Regions from separate parts of the Mus musculus genome. Here regions 1, 3 and 4 are each linked to region 2. The links are chromatin contacts, called in public Hi-C maps. All regions are on one chromosome and are shown on one strand. Each heading gives the region's core, a stretch centred on a gene start, on an enhancer-like site or on the middle of the called end of the contact. The rest is flanking DNA. Distances are from core to core; before and after follow the strand shown. Region 1 has its middle 95 kb from the start of Gm38864. Region 2 holds the start of Tafa1 (TAFA chemokine like family member 1). Region 3 overlaps Tafa1 (TAFA chemokine like family member 1). Region 4 overlaps Tafa1 (TAFA chemokine like family member 1).

What was found. A called contact is a pair of places that touch in the nucleus more often than the background predicts.
Region 1: a Hi-C map of cortical neurons shows a contact between it and region 2, with 3 times the contacts expected there. The contact joins the enhancer-like site here to the promoter of Tafa1 in region 2. A contact is called at or near these places in 3 of 39 promoter capture datasets (hippocampal neurons, stem cell-derived epiblast-like cells and trophoblast stem cells), 3 of 484 Hi-C or Micro-C datasets (the N1E-115 cell line and cortical neurons) and 1 of 9 other capture datasets (liver).
Region 3: a Hi-C map of the N1E-115 cell line shows a contact between it and region 2, with 1.9 times the contacts expected there. The contact joins the enhancer-like site here to the promoter of Tafa1 in region 2. A contact is called at or near these places in 2 of 39 promoter capture datasets (hippocampal neurons and pre-B cells), 2 of 484 Hi-C or Micro-C datasets (the N1E-115 cell line and nephron progenitors) and 2 of 9 other capture datasets (adipose tissue and liver).
Region 4: a contact with region 2 is called in a Hi-C map of the N1E-115 cell line, with 2.2 times the contacts expected there. The contact joins the enhancer-like site here to the promoter of Tafa1 in region 2. A contact is called at or near these places in 2 of 39 promoter capture datasets (both in embryonic stem cells), 2 of 484 Hi-C or Micro-C datasets (the N1E-115 cell line and nephron progenitors), 1 of 115 datasets of contacts at active chromatin or transcription factors (pancreatic cancer cells) and 2 of 9 other capture datasets (adipose tissue and liver).

Annotation. Positions count from the first base shown.
Region 1 is chr6:95,998,740-96,001,872 of GRCm38.p6, reverse strand. No RefSeq gene overlaps it. Among named protein-coding and RNA genes, the nearest start is that of Gm38864, 95 kb to the right of the region's middle. Within about 2 kb of position 1,687, at least 17 of the 459 cell types and tissues checked have an H3K27ac peak or open chromatin away from gene starts, as enhancers often do. A contact at or near this core is called in cortical neurons, where this site is marked.
Region 2 is chr6:96,111,372-96,114,575 of GRCm38.p6, reverse strand. Tafa1 (TAFA chemokine like family member 1) reads right to left here and starts at 1,422. Exons shown (of 5, transcript NM_182808.3): 1 at 990-1,422. It also overlaps 2900060L22Rik.
Region 3 is chr6:96,182,200-96,184,983 of GRCm38.p6, reverse strand. The region is part of intron 2 of Tafa1 (TAFA chemokine like family member 1); the gene reads right to left. Among named protein-coding and RNA genes, the nearest start is that of Tafa1, 70 kb to the right of the region's middle. Within about 2 kb of position 1,438, at least 5 of the 459 cell types and tissues checked have an H3K27ac peak or open chromatin away from gene starts, as enhancers often do. A contact at or near this core is called in the N1E-115 cell line, where this site is marked.
Region 4 is chr6:96,209,640-96,212,848 of GRCm38.p6, reverse strand. All of the region lies in intron 2 of Tafa1 (TAFA chemokine like family member 1), which reads right to left. Among named protein-coding and RNA genes, the nearest start is that of Tafa1, 98 kb to the right of the region's middle. Within about 2 kb of position 1,533, at least 1 of the 459 cell types and tissues checked has an H3K27ac peak or open chromatin away from gene starts, as enhancers often do. A contact at or near this core is called in the N1E-115 cell line, where this site is marked.

The DNA of each region.
Region 1 (3,133 bases), core at 438-2,937, 110 kb after region 2:
ATATGCATACAAGCATCTAAAATTAGTCACATCTCTGTTAACTGGTGGTCCCCTAGTGGGAGAACAATGTTCACATTAACATCCTGTGATCCTTATTAGGGTTGCTGCTTTTGTTGTGTGTTAGTAGTATTTAAAGCAAACAAAGGATGGGGTGTTGAGTCTGCTGGAGCACTTTCCTGGCATGCACAAGGTCCAGCTTGGAGCCTAAACATTGAAGTAATGAAAAACAAAAGGGAACTACCATGGCCGTGTGGAAGGCCACAGTCTAGTCGTAGGCCTTGCAGTTCAGGCCTGAAACATCTTCCCAGTGACTCCAGTTTTGAGATATTCTGCTATGTCTCTGTTTCTTTAAGAATAACCTTTCTGGATCAAATATTAAATTCTTGGGCTTTTCATTAATGCTTTGAATATTTCAGGATTGTGGGTTATCCTTCACCATATTGAAGGAAGATCACTCTTTGCCTCTGCTGCGGTTAAAGCAAGGCATATACTTCTCTTCAAATTGCCTTTTTTATTTTTACCGTTGTGTTACAGCACAACCTTCTGTGTGTAGCATACAAATGATAGTTGGTAAAGAGATTGTGGGCTTGCATGCATAATAAATACAGTTCTATTTGAGTGGTTGGTGAGTATTTCATAACATACAAGTAGGAAATGGGACAATTTAAATATTTTGGGAGGCTTCACTCTATATTCACTACGCATGCATGTACATATTTACATACCATTTTCAACACTCTTATTTATAAGCAAATAGCCAAACAGGCAATTATTTGTATGTGGGTCAATATGACACAGTCAATGGTCTAGAAAATATAGGGTAGTTAACGAACTCATTACTGTAAAATGGAAAGCGCTGGGAAGGTATACCAGCTATTTGCAACATAAGCCACAGAAGAGAGAACAGTTTCCTTCAAACAAAATTTAGGGGCAATAACTAGATATAAGTCCTCTCATTTCTGTAACATTTAAAAGAGCATAGAAATATGAAACATCTGAAAAACCATTTTAGACAAAAATGCAGCTCAATCCCTTCCCATAAAAGGCCTGGAAATCAAAACCAACATATTCTTTGTGACTTACATTTCAATTCTGAGGATTGCTGTATTCTGTGGGCTAACATCTTCCCCTGCAGCAGTTACTTGAATCTTTAATAGAAATACCTGTAGAGAGTAGTCAACTAGCTTAATGGGCTTTGCTATTAAGGACAGAGACTCTGCGGAAGTCATGTATGTGAGATTTACTCCAAAGGAACTGAAAGAGATAGGCAGGCTCCCGGCGGTTATTCGGGCAAGGGGAGGTATCCCAGAAGAGCGAAGGATACAGCCAGTACTCTATCACTGCCCATCCAGGTAAAACAGTGAATTGAAATGACTGATCTACAATTTGCATCCTCTTTGCGGTCCATCAACAGAACATTATTAAAACCAGTCAGCCAGAGCCCATTAGAACAGCACTCACGTATGAAACAATACCCAGGTCCTCGCGGCCTCCATTTTTATGCACTGCTACAGGACTATAAATATTCATCGTAATGTAACTGAAAATTATTGAAGTGAGAAAAAAGAGAAACAGGGAAGCCATTTGCTTCAATTCATAAACAGCATCTGTTGGGAAGTTATTCATAGATTGCTTCAGGGCCTGCTGAGCAGCAAGCCCACGGAAAAGGATGCCATTGCAAGCAAATTGGCGCCAACTGCATGGAGGTGCTATTAGACATGATTCACTGACAGTCAGGGAGAGTGATCAGGCACTGGGTTGTTTTGTGTGCTCTTTTATCACGGGGACACAGAGCTACCCTCCAGCCAAAGTCTCTCGCAGTTCAAATTAGACAAGCAACCTTCCGAGTGTATTAGGCCTAACTAGTGTCTGGGGAGACTGAGAAGAAGCGGCTGTGCTCCTGGTCTTAGAGCTGGTTCATCTGCCCACACCTTAGGCACATGTCAGATGCGACCTGCGCAAACCTGCTGATTTGGATGTCCCTAGCAAGACCTTGTCCATCAAATATTAAGCATAAAAGAGAAAACTTTTCAGAAGACTGAAGTCTGGGATGTGCTAGACCTGAAAGGAGAGAGTAGGACGCTTGTCACTTATCAAATCCACACTAAGGAGAGAAATTAGCGGGGACCCTTTCCAAGCTGGCCTCTCAGCAAAGTTGTATTTCATCAAAAATTGGATTTATGGCTTCCTAGTCAAAGCCTCAAATTCAGTTCACAGAGAATAAACACAATGAGAGCTTTCAAATGCAAAGTGATCGTGAATAAAATAGATGAGTTGGTTTAGTAACTGTTTATGCTTGTACAATGATTCATGTGTTTGCGGTTTAAAGGCATCTTTGAGACTAAGAAATAAAATATTTTGTTTTTCAGATTTGGGGTGTGTTTTAGTGATGTGAATGTCATCCATTTCCAGCTAAATTCGAAGACTTATCTTAATCGAATAGAAAAAGACAGCCAGGTATAATGCACCTCCCAAGACAAGAGAGTTCTACCCTTCCAAAAGAAAGATCCTTGTGCATACAGTAAACACACACACACAGACATACGCAAGCACATACTTACACACACAGAAGACACAAGCACACACAGACACAATCAGACTAAGCCTTTAGATATAATTACCACATTATCAGAAAAAGGATAATACACACACACACACACACACACACACACACACATATATATATATATGTGTGTGTGTGTGTATACACATATATATACACACACACGTGTGTGTGTGTAATGAAAGTGCTACCAGCAAATTTCAGACTTGAAAACTTCAAATAAATTGATTTTCATGACAAATAAACTACCAAGAAAGTGAAATGATCAGGAGAAGAAAGGAGGGCCTAACAGGAAAAAAAAAAAAAAAAAAAGCTTAAGGACTATGGCGAACTGGCTGAGAATTTAATGCACTCAGTAGAACATTTGCCTGAACAGTGAGATTGTATATTTAATTCTTAGTCATCAAGTAAATACACCATGCAGACCCTGTTGTGAACTAACTGAATGAACTGAATATATTCTTCTAAGGAGAAAAATAAAACATACTCACATGTACACACACACACACACACACACACACACACACACACACAGACAGAGAGAGAGAGAGAGAGAGAGAGAGTTAGAAA
Region 2 (3,204 bases), core at 173-2,672:
GGATGACTTCCTTATCTGTGGAAATTGATACTCTTTCAAAGCCAGTGATAGTCAGCAAAAATAAACATTATGCACACATATATATGCATGTGCATAATTCTGGATAATTTGCAGGTTTCAGAGAGACAGAGTGTTTGGGAAGGGCTTTGAGGATGACAATACACAAACGTGACAACTGTAATTAAGTGCAAAGTGGGAACACATTCTTTTCAGCAGCTTGGAGCCATCCATGCCCCAGGCAGTGAGTCAGATGGACCAGTCACTTTCTAATTAGTTTCTAGTTTGGTGGCCCACTGTTTACTTTTGTATATGGGCATGCTTTATCTCCTTGTTTTCAGAGCTAGCAGGATAGCATAGATGCACTCTCATCAGCAGAGGTAAATAGCAACTCCCCTCCTGTGAATCCCCAAATGAATGCATTTTAGAACCTTTCTGAATAGCCTGCAAATTACAGAGAGACAAAACAGAGGTGACCCGGTAAGCATTTGCTAGTCAACCATCTCTGTTGAAATGCACTGGAAATTTAACTCAGGGGAAAAAAAATCTAACCATCATCAAACTTAACGATTCTTTAGAGACTCCTTCTCCTGCTCATTTAACCCACACACAGCTGAGCACACACAACATGCTGTGACTTGACAATTACAGGGCTTCCCTCTTCCTTCCTTCCTTCCTTCCTTCCTTCCTTCCTTCCTTCCTTCCTTCCTTTCCTTCTTTCCTTCCTTCCTTCTTTCTTTCTTTCTTTCTTTCTTTCTTTCTTTCTTTCTTTCTTTCTTTCTTTCTTTCTTTCATTCCCCCCCAGTTAACTTTCTGTAATTCTCAGCATTACTTCCCAAGCTCCTGCAAATCTCTTCTCTTGGCTGCTCCCAGACAGAGCTCTGCTCTGTGGCAGTGTTTTCCCCCCAAATAATGCATCGAGTCTTGCATACTTCTCTGAATATGTTGCAAATCAGTTTCCTGAATCTTAAATCTTACAGAGGCTTTCTTACCTGAAAAATCCAGCCAAGAGCAGGGAACCCTCCTAGTGCTCATTGGAAAGAGCTAACACTTTTTAAAATCCATCTGTGCCACAGTTCTGAGATTTTTCAAAGAGAATGCTTCCCAGCAATTCTTTATTAAGAATTGAAAAAAAAAAAAGAAAAGAAAAGAAAAGAAAAAAAGGCAAGCTTTTCTCTTCCAGTCCCGTTTCCACAGTTGTGAAGACGTTGGGCTCGTTCACTGTATTGTCAGAAAAGGAAGCAAGGTTTGAGGGGTGGAAACCTTGTCATGTTCACCTTTAAATCATCCCCTGGCGTCACCTCTGTCTGACGAGACCTTTGAAGTGATGGTGAGCTAATGTAGTTTCCTGATGAGAAGCAGTTTATAGCCACGGACAGACCATCCCTACTCCAGTACATTCAGGACAGAGTTAGGCAGCGAAATGTAGGAGCAGGGCTGCTATACCTCCGTAAGTAGCGGGAGTCTGTTTCAATACACCCCTCCTCTCTAAAGTCTCACATGTCTTAAAGTGACATTACCCTCGATTATAGATAAGGTAGATTCTAATGACTGCCCTTAACTCTCCCATGACTCAAGCAGCGCTTTAACATGATATTGCCTAATAGTCTTTGGTGGAGGTTTGGGTTTTTTTGTTTGTTTGTTTATGTTTTGGTTTGTTTTGTTCTCTTATACCATTCTCATGCCAGGGAACTGAGAAGGGAAAGAAAAATGAAAGACAAGAAGGCATCATGCAACATATTGATAGTGTTAATGGCTTTTAGGCTTCAAACAGTAAATGGGAAAGTGAAACATGCACCCAGTCTAACCCTGAATCTTGTTGCCAGCAAGCTAGCTGAATATAGCTGGGCTTATTCTGATTTTTTTTTCGGTTAGTTGTTTTGTCAGCTATTTCTCGAAATGCAATTTATCTGGAATATAACTGGTGTTTGTGTTCCTAAGCAAAATAAAAATCTTTGGAGTTATTTAACAGGTTTAATAAGTAGAAATATATCATTGCTGGCACCAGAGACTGAGTGATGATGAAGAAATATGCTCAAGGTTCTTTGTAAAAAGTATTTTTTGGCTCTCTTTAAATAGCATGCTGAGATGGAAAAGGGAAACACTCAGAAGTTCAGTTGCATCTCTAGTACTATGGTGTGAACCCCGGCTTCCCTGGAAATATACTATGATTGTACTTAAACTTCAGAGACGCATGGGAGATGACCTACTTTTCCTTTATAGGCTGCTCCGGTGATAATTCTCTGAAAATGCTCATTCAATTGCTTCCCAAGTCGCTTACATCACACCTACTATGTGACAGATGCTTGGGATAAAGCAGAAAGCAAGACTGGTGTGATCCCCAATGTCAAAGGTCACTCACTGCCTTACGGCCTCTACATTATTTTCAGACCCGAGATGGTTCTCACAAATTCCTTGCCTTAAAAACTTCAAAGTTTCTGAGAATTCTTTTGCCTTTTGTGGGCATTATAAAGAAGGCTGGATGCTGGGTGCATCTTGCAGAACAAACCTTCTTTCCTATGCTCTACAAAGTGAAAGAGGGAGACCGTCTCTGTTTTATCAATCTTTCCTGCTGTTCTTTCAATGATAACACCCCTTTCTCCTTCCATTCTTCCCTCCCTCTTCTCCTCCCTCCCCCTCCCTCCATCCCTCCCTCCTTTCCTACCCCCTCCACAAACCAGATTTCAAAATAACAATCAAGTTAATTAAGAATGACAATGTTTCAGTTTGGATTTGTATGCTTACTTCTGTGGTTCATTATATTGCTGCCTTAATTAATGGGTGTCTATAGGACATTTGTTCTCTTGCTTCTGAATCAAGACAACAACAGAAACAGCCACAGGAACAGGAGGCAGAGTCCATCACACCTTCCTCAGGTGCTGGCACAGTGCTGAACTCTCTCTTGTAAGACATAATCTAAAGTATTTTACTAACTCAAGAGGACAGGCACGGTCATTATCTCTTTCCCACAAATGAGGAACATGGAAGGAAGTTGAGAAAGCAAACAAAACTCTTTTGAGGTAACAGGCTCCTGATTCAAACGCTCTGTACAAGAGCCCATCTCTTCAGTATTCCAGTAAAGAATGTCAACATCACTCCATCTATTTTTTTCCCAGCAGATACTTTACAATCTATTACACTGCAGCCAGTGATCATCTCCTTCATAACATAAGCATCAGCAAATACAGACTGTGCATGTCTATATAT
Region 3 (2,784 bases), core at 189-2,688, 70 kb before region 2:
AAAACAGCTAAGTTTATGCCTGTCACCATTAATGTGTCCATACATAAAGGTAGGCAGGATCCATGTAGTGCACACAAGGTAGTGCTCAACTATGACAGTCTCCATGCAAAACTTTACAAAGGAAAGTCACAGGTTCAAAAACTCTCTCACAAAGAGTATGTATTGTTCCTGTGCTTTTATGTTCTACAATGCAACTGTATTAAGGAGCCATATAAAATATGTACCTTTTTCCAACTGTCCTGACATGATTGGAGAGAACAAACTTTACTATGCCTGCATCTTCCTGCAATAAGCCCAGAGGATTCTGAAATGGAACATTCTATGTGACGAAAAGCGTTCTGAGATAGCAAACATGAATTATACTAGGGATAGCAGAACAGGCTTGTGGTCCTAGCTACTTGGGAAATTGATGCAGGAGAATAGTTTGGGGTCTACTTGTAATTATATAGCTAGTTCAAGGTCAATCTTGGTAACTTAAAAACAAACGGTTTTAAATTAAAATAATAAAAAGAGGATATAGCTCAGTGGTGAAACACTTGACCAGTGTTCATAATACACTGGAATCATCCAGTAAGACCACCAGAAATGAAATCAAACAGTAAAAAGCCTAAGGAAGATACAGTTTCAGGATACAAGAAGCTATTTTTCTGATTCAAGATGGAAGCAACTTAGCTACAGGAACTGGACATGGCAGTTACAGATGAGCTAGAGGTCCATGCACCTCAGAAAGACTGACGTCTCAGCTCTACTGGGAAATGAACTATGTACTGTTTTACCTATTAGAATCTCCAACTTCTGATAGGTTAGGAGAAAAGGCCTCCCTTGCACAGTTAGGGTGATAGGTTTCTTTTTTTTTTCAATTTAGTTTAATCAAATTACTTTAATGTAGACAGTTTTATTTCTAATTTTTATTAACGAGGATTTGAAGCTTAAATAATTTAAATGTTTATTCAAGGTCACATCATAGAACAAAAGCTACTCTGGGATGCAGTTCCAGGAATTTGAATGTCAGGTTCAGAGTTTGGGGTTAAAATTCTGCACAGCCTTGAGTACATTGCAGAATGCCAGCCCCACAAACATCACATGCCAAATGTTCACTCAGCAGCAGTGGCATTGCTTAAATCTAATGTTCTATAAATGCAGAATGTCTCCCTATCACCAAGCCATGACACAAGTAATCCTTCAAGATTCCCAGAAGTAGAAAAGGCTACCCAAAGGAGGTCTGCCCACTGTTTATCTACTCATTTTCTAATTAACACGGAACAAGAATGGGCTGTCTGCTAATTTCTTCTGGAAGTCTGAAATTCAAACGTCTGTCATTGAACAAAGATCCTCTTTACAGAAATCCTTCTAATGAGCTGGGGGAGGAGAGTATTGTTCCCTTTTAGAAAAAAATTATCACTGAAGTTCATTGTACTCTAACTCAAATTAATTAATTCTGCAAAACAGCACAAACACATTGGCAGTGCTCCACATGCCTCATGGCCGTGGTGTTTCTTTCAGGTTACTGGAGCCTCGCTGTATTTTAGATCACATGTTCCAGACTTCAGACAAGATCTGTCACTCACTCTTAGGCCCATAATTCCCAACTGAAAGCACATATCTATCTAGGAACATCCTACAACGGCCACCAGACAGCCACCAGTCTGTAAAATCTCTTTCTAACTTATCTATGAACCCATCGTTGCTTCTAGTTTCAAGGCCAGAAAGTTGTTCTTGTTGCTCCTTCCTGACATATAAGCTCAAACTTGAGAAATATCAATTTCATTCACTCCTAAACATTCCTTGACTGTCTTTTATCCATCAACTCTGGTCTGAGAGTCACCTTAAAAGTTTGTGTGTTAGAAACTTAATCACCAAATTAGGTTATGTCTAAATGACATCTGCAAATGATCTTTGGCAGCTATTTAGCTGGGATCATTAGTATGAGGTCCTATAGATGACATTGGTAGATTTATAATGAAAAGAGATGAAATCTAAGCCAGCACACTGGCTTTGATTGTGTCGTCATGTGATGTCTTCTGTACAGTAAGAAAATCTTTACTACATGCTGGGGTGAAGTGAAGGCCATGTTCTGGAAAGTCTCAGTGTCCGGAACCACTAGCCAGATAAAGTTCAATTCTTCAGAAGTTACCCGGTCCTGAGTATTTTTTAAAAAAATATTAATTAAGACACTCTCTCATTTCTCTCCCTAAACCACCTGTCACCTGGAATCCTGTAGGTCCAACCAACCATTTGCCCTGACTGCAGATGTGCTCATCTACATCCAACTCCACATCTACCACATAAGAGTGGAAACATCATCCACTCCTCGTCCTGAGCACACATCCACATCACTTGAAAATTTATAATGCAAAATTAAGGGCTATGGTGTGGCTGCAGCCCAGTTCTCAAACCTCCCACCCTGTGGCTTTATGCTCGAGCAACATGAGGCATCTTCTCACATCTGTGCTTTTTGCTTGTGATCATAGCTCTGCTTCAAAGGCCACCTGCTATTATCACATCTGGCTCACTTTCTGGCTGACTCTTTCTCATTCTTTAAGCCTCATTTCAAGGATTACAACCCATGGTAACGGAAGTATAATGAGGATGAATGTCAAATAGTGCTTACAATATTTCTAATAGAGTCTAAGCAAATTATGATTTTAACCTATTCATTCCTTGCAATGGTTGCACCTTTTTAGAGATAAAAATCTAAGGTACAGACAGGCTAAGCTAACAACTGTGTCCTCTATATAGGAACAAGGCCTCCACAAGTTTAGAGCATAGTGCATGAGCCTACCT
Region 4 (3,209 bases), core at 284-2,783, 98 kb before region 2:
TGGGCTTGGCTAACTCTACTGTGTCTGAGAGCCTAACCTGTAGGTATTTTTTATGAAAGAATATAATGTTAAATTACCATGGGGATAGATAAATAAATCATGAAAGCTATGTGATAGATTACAGAGATGAATGTATAACATTATGCAGGTTTAATTTGAAATATTTCTCTCTATAGATTCATCTATATTAGTTTTATAGAGTAAAACTGAGAGTAAAGACTATTATACTGAATTTTTATGCCTTTGTTTTATCTTAATATTTCATTTTACATATTTTATAATACAGAAAATCAGATAACAACTCAGAATTTTAAAATTTGTTTATGTTTAATTTTGGCCAGTTCCCTTGGGTGTGTTTTATGTCTTCATCTAATCAACAACAGTGTTCTCTGGGTGTTGAGAAATTGCTAAATGTGCTTGTAAAGGTTTGTGCTGCCTGTATTAGGTTGTTCTCTTTTAATGTCTGAAACCTTCCAGGAACCTGAGTTCTTGTGAACTCAGCAATCAGCTGGTGCTGGTATCACACACTTCTCAACCTAGTGGGCAGAGGGCAAGGGTGGCTGCCAAAGGCTAAAACACATGGCTATACTTAAAACACAAACACACACACACACACACACACACACACACACTGTAAGTGAAATATCACTTCCACTATCTAATCTTGGCTTCATTAAGTTAGGCATTCATAAAAGAAGTTACAGACATCTGTGGTCTCAATTTTTCTTTGATTGTGTTAAGAACTCTTGATTTATTAGGAAAGTATTTATAGTACAATTTCTCTTCAAGTGGCTTCACACATTTAAGTTCAACTCCCACAGTTCTTGTCTGAACAAGTTTCTACATTTTACCACATGAGATAAACACCTTAAAGGACAGCAACAGTAAATTTTAACATACCATTTGACACAATGATCCTATAAAATTATACAATCATTATCTACTGAAAGTGATTACTTTTGCTAATATGGAACCTTAAAAATTTTTGGCCAGACATAATGGAACATAATAACTTTTTTTTTTTTTGTAACAGAGAAATCACAGAGCCTGTCAGTCTCTGCATTTCCTCATCCAGGCATTGAAGCATAAGGTTTGGCATGAGTCTGTGATTTAGTCTTACTTAATAAGTGTTTAACAAAATTAGTACTTTAATGACTAGGGCAGAACCATCCAAGAGCCTCTGTAAAATCAATAAAAACACAAGCAGCAAATTGAAATTGACAATAAATTATGTGCTAAAAGACTTTTGCCCTTTGAATTTGAATTTGAATCTGCTTGCTGCTAATTGGTGTTATCTGAGAATATCAGGCTAACCATTCCAGGAGCTTCCTGGGAGGGAGAGCCCTGATCAGCCTTTGAGCCTCCATGGACAATCTGGCTCCTCTGTGAAGGCCACTGGCTGGTGGCAACTACAGCCTGCCTTCTAATTCATCAATAGCTTTTCAGTATCCAAGAAAAAGGAACATGGAAGAAAAGACATGGTAGATCCAGTTCTCCTCCCCAAATCCTTCTTTAAGATGGTATTCTTGTTAGCTCAAGAACTTAGTTCAATGTTCTTTAATCATATTTACTTCCCCCACCTCCTCCCAGATTCACTAACTTCTCTAGTGTTATCCAAATACCCATGGGTGTTGGACATGCCTGGAGTATGTTTGACCTACTAGGGTCACTCCCTTAAAAGTCACTATTCCCTCTTCCAAAGGCTACCCAATGCCAGTATCTCCCTTATGCTGGGATTCTTTTTTTCTTTTTTTCTTTTTTTTTTTTTTTTTTTTTGGTGTGGGCGTGGGCAGATCGTATGCTGTCACAATCACTGTGAGCTCATATGTGCAGCTGTCTATTGTGCGACACTGTTTCACTGTAGTCAGCAACCAACTCTGAACTCTCAAAATCTTTCTCCTCTCTTCCAGAAAGATCTTTGAGCCTTGGACGTAGAGACATGATATAGATATACCATTTACTCTTATATCACAGAGAGACTATATTTTTAGACATTGTTTCATGTGTCAGTAGGTTCAGTTCGTTTGGTTTGTTTTGGGCTGAACATATGTATATGCATGCATCACTATTTGGTGATCCACTCCTGCTGGATAGAGATTTTGGTCATGTCTGGTCTGTCAAAGTCTGAATAAAGCTCTTACAAACATTAATGCACAGGCATATGAGTAGATACACATTTTAATTTCCCTGGAACTAGAATCACTTGTTCATGTGCAGTGCTATAATGGTAAACATTTGATAATTCACTTTTCCTTCTTCTCTGTCTATGCTCCTAATTTCAGCATTTTCTAATTACCGTGATATAAATAAACACTTCCACCCTGTCCTACTTCAAGCTTCCAAAAGTGGCCAGAATGGAATATAAAGATAACGATACACATATATTCATTTTGTTAAGTAACTACCATATTGCTTTGCAAAGGATCTTTGGCTTCTGCATTCCTACCACGAAGCCGATGAATTCCATGTGCTCAGCATCCAACACTGACCCCTTTTAATTCAGTCATACTGTCAGGTATATAATGTTTTATCACTACAGTTTTCATCAGTTTCCCAAGTGACTGAGGATGTTCAGTGCCTTCTCTTATATCTATTTGCATCATTCTTCAAAAGTCTTTTTATAGAAATACCTTCTTTCTTAGTGTTGCATATTGAGAGGTTTTGTACTCCTTATCAGGTATTCTGAATAAAAGTGTTTGCTTTTCCACGCAGACCTTGTCTTCATTGTCATAGTTGTGTGTTTACAAAGTATGACTTTTAGTGCTGACAAAGTCTAATTTACCTTTAAAATTTATTGTATCTATTTATGCTGAGGGCTTGGGAGTCTGTGGAGAGCTGTATGTGAAGGTCAGAGAATGTCTAAAGCAATTTGCTCCTGACTGAAACATCCCAGGTGCAGGAAAGCTTTTCATCAAAGTTGGAAATTCTAAGCTAAAACCTTCCCCCAAGAAGCAGACAGGATGCTCAGGAGACCTAAGAAGCAAACAGTCTTCATGTATCTGGGAAAACTGAATAGGAGTCACGAGGCCCCTCCCTTGGGTTATGAAAGCAGTAAACACCTGCTGGGGAAGACACTCTGCCCTGAGGACACTCTGCCAGTCATGTTGAGAGCACCAGGGTTGCAGTGTGTCTGACTTGTCACCCACAGCTGGCCTGTGAGTTGTCTCTGCTCCAGTAAGGAACCCTCCACCCACATGCCTCTACATACA